Linked DNA regions of Xenopus tropicalis: region 2 is linked to region 1. A link is a contact called in public Hi-C data. All regions are on one chromosome and are shown on one strand. The core of a region is the stretch at or near the end of the contact, and the rest is flanking DNA. Distances in the headings are between cores, read along the strand shown. Region 1 has its middle 29 kb from the start of ppp1r14a. Region 2 has its middle 5.8 kb from the start of ppp1r14a.

The links. Hi-C and Micro-C count contacts between places; a contact is called where the count stands out from the background.
Region 2: a contact with region 1 is called in a Hi-C map of gastrula embryo, with 2.2 times the contacts expected there. The contact joins two enhancer-like sites. A contact is called at or near these places in 5 of 5 Hi-C or Micro-C datasets (brain, gastrula embryo, liver and 2 more).

What each region holds. Positions count from the first base shown.
Region 1 is chr8:77,179,650-77,185,132 of UCB_Xtro_10.0, reverse strand. No RefSeq gene overlaps it. Among named protein-coding and RNA genes, the nearest start is that of ppp1r14a, 29 kb to the left of the region's middle. Within about 2 kb of position 3,477, at least 4 of the 11 cell types and tissues checked have an H3K27ac peak or open chromatin away from gene starts, as enhancers often do. A contact at or near this core is called in gastrula embryo, where this site is marked.
Region 2 is chr8:77,214,538-77,220,020 of UCB_Xtro_10.0, reverse strand. No RefSeq gene overlaps it. Among named protein-coding and RNA genes, the nearest start is that of ppp1r14a, 5.8 kb to the right of the region's middle. Within about 2 kb of position 3,035, at least 3 of the 11 cell types and tissues checked have an H3K27ac peak or open chromatin away from gene starts, as enhancers often do. A contact at or near this core is called in gastrula embryo, where this site is marked.

The DNA.
Region 1 (5,483 bases), core at 2,228-4,727:
AATGGTCACAATAACTCTTTAGTTGCAGGGCACAATGGGTTAACTCCCAGCTTTCAGGTATATGCTTCCAGTGGAACCTGGGTGATCACTATCTAACCCTAGGTCTGTACACTGTTAACCCTACTCTGGGCAGTGTTATACCTGGGATAATAATCCCTCTACAATTACTGGTTGGAGCCAAAATGCTGCTCACTAAATAACCCTGCCTGCCTATCACACCTAATGTGATCTATAACAGGAGCTGCCTATTCTTTCTAAACCTACCAGTATCTCTCTGCCTGCTTGCTCAGGCAGAGAGCTTCACAAAATGGCCTCCAGCCTCATGGCTGCTCAGCCTTTTATATCACAGTGTCACCTAATGGCCAAACTGTGGAACTGCACAAAGGGTCATGCTATGACCCAGGAACAAGGGACTTACTTCCCATTACATTAAGGACCCTTCATAGCTTTCCGAATACTAGGGGACCACAGAGTTAGAAAAGGTACAATTTACCAGTTCCCTAAATAATTTTTTAATTATTCGCCTTTTTCTTCTGCTTCTTTCCAGCTGTCAAACGGTTGTCACTAACCCCGGCTGCCAAAAACATATTGCTCTGTGAGGCTACAATTTTATTGTTATTGTTAATTTTTATTACTTATCTTTCTATTTAGCCTCTTTTCTATTCCTATATCAGTCACCCTCTCAAACTACTCCCTGGTTACTAAGGTAAAGTGGACCCGAATAACCACATAACTGCTGAAATTCAAAACTGGATAAAAAACTACCAATAGTAAAAAATTAAGACCAATTGCAAATTGTCTCAGAATAGCACTGTCTACATCATATTAAAAGCTAACTCAAAGGTGAACAACCCCTTTAATTAGCTGTGCAGACTGTGGATATAATATCTGGCTGGTATTAAAGGGGTGTGGCAAAGAAACAGGCAAGTTGTGGGCAGTGATCCTTTCTGGGGTTCCAGTGCTGTATGAAAGCAAAAGGCATTGTTGGATGGGTGGAAAATACTGACCTTGAGTGGTTGACAATAAAAACAGTACACCTACTCTTTTAAATTACAGTGAGTTCTTTCAGTGAGTGGTATATTTAGCCTGTATATATTGCCGGCCTATGCTAGTAAAACTGTAAATTGTGCATGTGCTTGGGCTCAGTTCAGATTTAGGCTACACACTAAACTGCTTTCTGTATGGGAAATTATAAACATTCAGACCAATCACATACTGTATTTTCAGCCACTAAGGTACCTAAAAGGATCACAGACCCAGACTGGCAATCTGTGGATTCTGACAAATGCCAAAGGGGCTGCTGTAAGACGCCATAGACAGTCACTATTTAGGGCCTGTGGGGGCTGTTTGGACCTCTGGGCTTAATTTAAATCTCAGTCCAGGCCTGAAGGGGCAGTTCACCTTCACAAAACCTGGTGTGTTTTCAAATACTACACCACAAAGAATGGATTTTTTTTTAACTGTTTAAGTTTTTTTAATGTTTTCTTTCCAAAGCTATTGGTTGCTGCATATATAATACAACAGGGAATGCAGATTAGTGATGCAAAACACTGTGTAATCACTAGAAAGTGAGCTACTGCCATTACCTACATTCTATTGTTAGTACAGGTATTATGATTAACACTGCCTAAGTGACATCTTACCATCCTTTATTTTCACAGCCCTGACATGTCATGCAGCGATTTGGTGACAATGTTCATAATTATCTGTCACAGTGAAGCTTACAGTCTCAGTTTACTTTTTCCATGCGCCCTAAGGCCAGTATCATAATGAACCAGTTAACTGGCCTGTAAGGGTTTTCTATAGTATGAGAGGGAACTGGAACATCCAGACATGGACATAGACTATACCCAGATCAGAAACAAACCCACTTTCTGCAAAGAGCTTGTATGTCCTTCCTGCGTCTGTGTGGGTTTCCTCTGGGTACTAAAGTTTCATCCCACACTCCACTAACATAAAGGCAGGTTATTTATCTCTTAAGTGAATTGTTCATAGTGTGTATGAATTTAAAAGTAGGGACCCTATGACTGTAAGCTGCCCTAGGGCAGGGACTCATGGGAATAATATATAATCTCCCTAAAGCTCTGTGTAAATGTGTTGGCGCTATATAAATAAAGGATAACAATGATAATAACCCAGGGCAGCATTGCTAACCACCACACCACTGTGCCACCCATTATATATCCCTAAATGGTATCACCTCTTGGCCCCTGAGATTTATCCTTCTGTTTATACTACAAAATCCTCACTTTGTTTCACAAGGCAAACCAAAGCATTGGATTCATTATGCCATATAGCCATATTAAGTGAAGTTTAAAAAGAAACAGATCGCTTTACTGTTCAGCTGTGCTATCATCCCTGGGATTTACTCACTCTGGGGGCCTTTACATGCCGGCATGTTGCACATCTGCCTTGACTGTAAATTAAAGGCAAGCGAAATAAGGAATAACAATTTAAAATTTAAAAATAGCTAAACTTTTTTCATGATGAGATTATTTTGCATTGTGGCTAAAGTGAATGGCATTTGGCAGATTGCACAATTTAGCTCATTAATATCCTAGTTCCATTCTTTTCTTCTGCCAACCCCAGGTTTTCTTGAATTCACAGGGCCGGATTTCTACTTGGGGCGCCCCAAGGCTGCCCCCATTCGGCGCCGCCGCCGCGAATGCGCATGCGCCTAACTTGCGCATGCGCCAAACGTAGACCTCCCATATGGAGCAGTGGGGAGATGTCCCCATTGCTCCGTATGGGAGCAAAATGTTAAAATTTGCTTGCGGCGGGGCGGCATGCCGCCCCTGTGTATGTGCCGCCCTAGGCCCGGGCCTTTGTGGCGCATGCGCCAAACGTAGACCTCCCATATGGAGCAGTGGGAAGATGTCCCCATTGCTCCGTATGGGAGCAAAATGTTAAAATTTGCTTGCGGCGGGGCGGCATGCCGCCCCTGTGTATGTGCCGCCCTAGGCCCGGGCCTTTGTGGCCTCGCCACAAATCCGGGCCTGTAAATTCAGCGAATGTTTACTGCTTGGATTTTCAGCATATATACAAGGGTTTTCAGCCTCATCTTTTGCTATGATACATTTCACCATTTCTCTTGAAATAATGTCCACTAGTTCAAGTGAGTTTTGAACGATAAGTCATCCAGTACCCAGTTATGTCCGTGTGGTGCATCTCCTATAAACCCAGTAGTGACCAGTGCATTTATTTGTTGAACCCAGCTCAATCTAAATTTTTTCTTTTAGCTTACAAACTCTGACCAGATATAGCCTCTTTGTTGTATATGTTGTTGTATATGTTCTGTGTGTGTTGTATAGTACTGCACATGTTGCAGCATTTAAAAATACCAGATAATACATGTATAATTTGTTTGTTGTGTCGGCCTGTTTGCCTAGTCTCAGAATCTGAGTACAACAGGACAGATCGGGGCTGTTTATACAGTCTAATAGCATTCAGATGCTGCTATGTGAGGAATTTCCACTGGTTATACTGGTTTTACTGGAATGTGACAAAGGCTGGCAATAAATCCTTTATTAGCGGCCTTTAACACCCATAAGTCTGTATAGATGGAGAAGCAGGGGGCACGCAGTGTGACCACAGTCACACTATAAGGTTTTTCATTCTGTCTCAGAATTTTTTTTAAAAAAAGGCAGTTCCAAGAAAAATAAGTGTCTTTCCTTGGTCCTTTCCCACAGTGCATGTTTTTGCACCAGTATGTAAAAACATAACTTGTGTTTGACCACAAACAGAACAATGTGCCGAGGCCTGTCGCATGTCCCTGTTTAGGATGAGCCAGGGATACAGTAATGCCAATGGCACGCAGGGTGATTTGACCACTGATTTCATCAGGTGAAAAAGTGTTATGGACAAAAAGCAAATCTGTTAGAAACTCCCCATAATTATGAGCAGAACAGTGGTTCAGTGGGTAGCACTTTTACCTTGCAGCGCTGAGTTCAATTCCAGCTTCACTACCATCTGCAAAGAATTTGTGTGTTCTCCCTGTGTTTGGGTGAATTTCTTCCCACACTCTGAAAACCAGATACACTTGATCCTCCTTTCTTATGTGTCTTACCATGTAGCACTCAATCTCTTCATATCTATATATATTTATCTATTTTATTTATTATAATGCTTGCCTTCCTTATGTGTACTTCTCTATATTGTAAAACTATACAGTGCTGTGAATCCATTTAATGTTTTATAACTGTTTAATAGAAATCACATTCTGTAACCTTGCACACTTCTGACCTCTAGTGGAATCTCTAGAGAATTACAAAAGAAGCAGGAGTCCTTGCACACCAGAGGGCTCATCTACTCAAGTGCTATGTGCAAAACATTTAATCACAACCCACAGTACCCTGTGGTTTTTTAATCACGTAACTATAAAGAGTATTGCAAAATGTCAGAGTGCACACCTAATCAAAAACAGTGCAGAAAACTGGAGAAAACCCATTCAGCAACTCCAAAAATAATCACAAAAGCAAAAAAAGTATCTGCACACTCAAAGAAAGTAAATACAAAAGAAAAAATGTATTAATTACAAAATAATAGAAAATAAAGCCCATTTCAACCCAACAAAGAGTCTTCATCAAGGGCCAAAAATAAAAAAAGGGGCAGAAAGAGAAAATACTCACAGCAAAATTTATACCCTTGCCTCTTTACCCAGGATTCCGCTCAGTTTTCGTGTGCTGCAGAAAACGCCTAGCGTACTTCCACAGAACCTGTGAGTGGTGGGGCCCAGGACCTTAGAGGGCTTAATGTTAAGCATGTTCAAAATATATAGGTAAAATAGTTTAAAGGAATACAGTCATGGGAAAACATGTTTTTTTTTCAAAAAACTTCAGGTAATAGAGTTGTTGCTTTTTGTTGTTGTATACAGGGGTTGAAGGATACATATGAAAAGGGGGGTTTGGATGAAAAAACTTTTGATGAGGCCCATAAATGTGTTTCAAATTACAAAACATATTATTTTAAGTTCCCTGCTCCCCCCATTTCTCTGGATAGTGAAGACGACATCCCTCGGAAGCAGCAGGGTGATACAAATTAACCCCAGGATCAGGACTGTTGATAACAAACTTATACTTGGCAGGTTGGCATGTTTTGGTACAGCCCACACCACACAGGATTTAGTGCAAATAATGATAGGGGTTGGACATCTTTGCTGGTAAGACAAGGATGTCAGGAACATTCAGTATGTAAAATGTGGTCTCAGAAAACCCCAAAGGAAAATCCATGGAAGACTGCCTGGGTGATAATTACTATGACTGATGAGGTTAGAAGGTTGGCAGATTTCCATTTCAGAGAATGAGCTCTGAGATAAAGACAAATAGACTTAATTCTGACTGTTATGATTGTGCCCCCATCCAGTAAATGGCCTGCAAGGAAAATACTGACAGATCCACTGGATAGATTACTTCATCTTGCATGCATCTTGCCTTGTATAAAACAATTGTTCAAGATCTCAGTTTTACTGGGCAGTCATAATATCA
Region 2 (5,483 bases), core at 1,786-4,285, 35 kb before region 1:
GGTCCCCAAAGGTTTCATTGTTTGTGAATTGTCAAGAGCACCTTGTAATAAAACTGGGACACCCTGTTTATTGCAAAACACTCAGGTATTGAGGCTCTCATTTTGTTTTTTGAATATTACTGGCATGTGGTAAGGGCAGAACCAATACACGAACCCTTGTTTTTTTTCTTATTAATATAGAAAGTTTCACAGCTTTTTGTGCATATTCAGAAAGAAACTTCTTTGTTTATGAGCATGTTAGCTATGTATCTGTTTGCACTCACCTGGATGGGCCTTGGCAAATGACCTGATGCTTCTGGGTGTAGCTAAATACACCTATACATGCATTAATTGATATAAACAGGCAGTTAAACTACATCAGAGAGTTGAACAGACTAACAAGGAAATGAAAAATAGTGCAACTGACAATAACGTTGCTTTTTTTTTTTTTTACTCAAACCTTACAAGAATGTAAATTAGTGGACAAAGGCCTTAGAACCTCCAGAAGTGTTATTTTATTTTGTTACATCAATCAAGAGATCTAAATGTGTATATTATGATGGGCGTCTGATTGATGTTTCTGTCAGACTATAAGCTCTACTCACATTCACATGCAAACTTTATAGTCATTGCCTCTGAAAGGAGATTACTTCTTTGGAGGGATTATTCTACCCCTGTGGTGCTTGAAAAAATACATGTGGTTTCTATCGGGCTTTTGATACATTTTAGCTATTACCTATTACTAAGTATTTTGAAAATTACCTAAAATGCCTTTATGAACATTGTTAAGTGGCTAGTCCTAGAACTTTAGCTACCCCAGATAGTGTTTGCTACTTTGTTATAATAACAGAGCTAAATGTTATTTTCTCTCTGTCCTTCCCTGGTCACTTTTGTCACTTTTGTGTCACTACATACACACTGAAAAGCCAATTTGGTAATCCCTCCAGCAAAACATGTAGGATTATAGTACATAAGTACACGTATATTGTATTTCTCCCCCAGGTATCAGTAGGGGCCTTTGTTGACTTTCCTACAAATAAAGTATTTTATTGAAATGGGCTTCTTCATGTTTTCTCTCAGAATAACTAGGAAACCAGCAGTAACGCTGTAGTCCAAGATCAGCTTACCCGATGCTGAGAATCTTAAAACATTATGTATGTGTGTATGAGGAAGGTGTACATTTTGTTTTTACCCCTAAAGGTGATTTGCATAATGAGATCACACCAGAGTCATGCAGTGAACAGGAAGTGCCCACAAGCAATGATGATAACCATTCAGCAAATTAATAACAAAGGCGTGTTTCTTTCCTCCTGGCCTGTATACTTTCACTAACAATGGAATAGATGCAATGTGCTAATGGGTTTTATTTATTTAAAGTGATACTGACTCTAAAAAAACACTCTTCAATATATTAATGTACGTTAAAAGTTACCTGTAGATCATGTTCGTTTTTTGCTGATAGGTCTGCTTTTGTAAGTTATTGTCATGTGAAGTTCCTAAACCTGACTACTACTGAAATTCTACTACAGGTATAGGACCCGTTATCCAGAATACTCGGGACCAAGGGTATTCCGGATAAGGGGTCTTTCCGTAATTTGGATCTCCATACCTTAAGTCTACTAAAAAATCAGTAAAACATTAATTAAACCCAATAGGATTATTTTGCATTCAATAAGGATTAATCATATCTTAGTTGGGATCGATTACAAGGTACTGTTTTATTTCTACAGAGAAAAAGGAAATCAGTTTTAAAGTACTGAATTATTTGATTAATATGGAGTCTATGGGAGATAGGCTTTCCATAATTCAGTGCTTTCTGGATAATGGGTTTCCGGATAAGGGATCCCATACCTGTAAATATATTTTTTTTCAATGAGTTCAACTAATTAATCCTGTAAATAACAATTTATATAAACCTAGGAAATAACTTAAAACAACTTCCCGATAAATTCATTATTTTATTTTAGGAAATATGATGAGTAAGTGTAATGATTTTCTCCCCAGCAGAACACCTCCTGGATTGTGACAAATATACTGCTGCTGAAGAAGACAATTATTTGTGAGCTAAGACTCCCTCTTTTAGGCCTTCCTCTTGTAAAAAAATTTCTTTTAATTCTCATCGAACTAATGGTAGTCCCATGGTTATGGTTGCTGTATCTTAGGCCTAAAATGTACTAATAGTTATGATTTATTTATAGGTAATGCTTCCTACGCCCAAAGTACCATATATTGACACTGCTGGTGTTAGTAAAAAATATATCCAAGTCCATATCCTCCAACTATAAGTATGAAAGAAATGGAACTTCATAACATAAAAGGTATATATATTTATTGGGAATTAGGTCCAATTAATGACCTAATGGCCAGGAGTGTACTGTACTTATGGCATTGACATGTTTATGGCTTATGCTTTCTACTTCCAAAATATATGAATGTCTGTGACATTAATGGATTGTATATCCTCCTAGGCCCAAAGTGTTCAGTCCAGTTTCCATGGGAAAGCCATTCTTATGTCCTAGTTGCTGACCCTTTTGTAGTAACTTTCCAAAAGGTAAAACTGAGGGCTCAGAAACTGATAAAACCAACATTTAATACTATTCAGTATGACACATGAGCCCAACTTGTGTGGGGCCAGTGGAAAAATAACGATGGATAAGGAAGCAAAGCAGGGGAAATCCAAAAGGCTAATTCTTGCACAATAACATAGTTTATAGTAGGACCAATATACCTGCCATGATATCACTTAGGCTTAAACCCTGGTGGCATTGAGACTGCTAGTCTTATTACAGTTTTTCACTTTTATAAAACCAGTTTTGCCTGGTTGCTATACAAGTACCAGGATAGTCACTGATAAATTGCTCTCAAGATATTGAGCAAACCAGGCTGTAAGGGTGCAGTTTAAAATGCAATAGAAGTTTTTTGCTCTAGAGAGATCATACTAACTGTGAAATATGATATTGGATGCAAGAGCTATTAGGTAATTCAAAGCAGCAATCCAACCAGTTTTGGGCACACATATTGCTCATCTAGAAACCTGTCTGGCAAGTTGTATATAAAAGACGCACCCTAAACAGTGACGCATTCTGCTGTGAACTCTTTAGCTTCTGGAGGAAAGCTACATGTGTAATGGGAACTTAGCCATATAAAAGGTGCTGTGGGGAATCAGCTAATGATTTGCATCTGTTTACCTGAGATTTATAAAAGTAACTTTCACTTTATATATGGAAAAAATGGTTCTAAGACAGACAGATAGATGGTTGATAGATAGATCTATGAGTGGCAGTTTGTTTACCAAATACCACTCCCATTTTACAAAATTTGTCAGGTTAATAAAGGTTTAAACACATTTCTGGGGGGTTTCGGGTCTTGTTTTATGTGTTGTTATAGGTTTGCTAAAAAAGGTAAAATTGCCCTTTAAGCTTCAATTCTCAGTTCCCCCAAGAGACCTGTTTAGCTTATCAGTTACAATTGTATCTAGGTGCAGGTATGGCTTGTTAAAATTTCTGGGCTCTCTGCCAAAAGCTACATATTTAATTAAGTTTGAGAAACATTGTATCTTTTTTAGCATTCAGTGCAGGAGTTCAAAGGGAAATGAGGGACTTTTCAGTAAGAATCTGGGAAGGCAGGCTGAGCTGTTTAGATCGAGACTGTCCCACGAAAATCAGCACAGTTGGGAGGTATGAATAGGAATGTTCACACTTTCATATTTTTTTTACTTCTCTCTGGATCAATCAAATATGAAAGGAAATGCCAGAGCCAATTTTGAATCTCAGTCCAGATCTTGTTAGTAGCTCTGCATTGCACAAGACTTCTATTTTAAATCTGCCTTCATGCCACAACCTCCTGCCAAAGCAGTCCTGCAGCAGGATAATTTCCAGCGGCACACATTTTTTCTCTGCTGGCATATCAGTGCCATGTTAGTGTGCACACAAGGGGTGAACAAAAACTCATCAGGCTTTTTTCTGCTGGTTTATGATGAACTGTGTACCACTAGCCTTACAATACCACGCCAGGGGGCATGAGTTAGCAGTCACTGGGCATGCAGTGATTGTATTGGGACAAGGTGTAGTGGTTATACAATAAAGAGACAAGGTAAAGAAGCAAGAAAATCCTTTTTATTTATTTTATTTGAATAGAATAAACAATTAAAAATGAATTGTTCCATTTATATAAATATATGTTCCCATCTCGCTATAAAATATGCCAATTTGTTGCAATACTTACATAGCGACTTTATTATATACATTGCCATACATAGAAATAACTACAGGGTATTTGCTTATGCAGGCTGACAGTGGAGCAAATCTTTGCCTGGTATAGATATCCACTCTTTTAAAATTTCAATCACATGCAATAGAAGAGTGTGTATATTTAAGCCCCTGTCCTGTACATGTGCTGCAGTTTCCCTTGCAGGAGCAACTTGCACCATTTGTGTGCACAAGTTTGGGCCTGATAACAGTGGATTAAATTATGCTGGAATTCTGAGAAGGAATGTTTTATTGTAAATAAAAAAAACCTGTGACATTTTTTGTTCTTTGCACTGCTTTAGAAAATATGTCAATTATAAAAAAAAAAGGAGGAGCACTATAAAAATCTACTCTACATCAAACAAGTAGTTATTTATAGAAAAGTTAAAATGTACTCAGTCTTTTAGACTATTTATTTTTATAATAAATTATGTTTTTTTTAACAAATGTAGTTTGGAGCAGATTTTAATAGTGCCTATTCTTTTTTCATAATTGTTGTGTCTATGGTGTCTGTCCTTCAAATTTCTGAAGGCTCACCTCTTCCCCCAGCTGGAAGCTTAGGGCCGTGCATCTACTACTTTGGGAAGCCTGTTACTCAACTATGGTAATGCTTATATTATTATCATGTGTTATTTATATAGTGCAGACATTTGCAAAGTGTTGTATAGCCCTATCACATTCACACAAAGTAGTTTAGGGTTTATCAGGACTCATTTGACCTGGCTGTTTATTATTATTATCATCATGTATTAATAATGCCAACATATCCCACAGTGCTGTACAATAATTGGATGTATACATTAAACGTACAAGACAACAAACAAAGACAACCAATAAAAGAGGTAGAAAGGGCACTGCCCAATAGATATTAAAAGTATGTTTTTGGAGTGAACCCACTGAGCCACCATGCTTGGGTGCATACACAGGCCAGTAAGCAGCGTTTCTATTTCGATTTTGTTTATGGGGTCCTTCGCCGTTTTTATTTTTTGCCAAATCACATACTAGCACCTGCTTTTAGGCCACTGGGAGCAACATCAAAAGATATGGTGAGCATCTTGCTTACAAGTCACTGGTTGGAGATTACTGGTTTATGGCATCCTATAGCAGCCCCTCTGACATTTGCCAGAACCTACAGATTTCCAATCTGAGCATGATATAAATAAATATATATATTACAAAAAAACATGAATATCCTGTAAATTAAGTCCTTATAAAAGGTGCTTAGTGATGTCATCAATTGGAATATAAATATCTGAT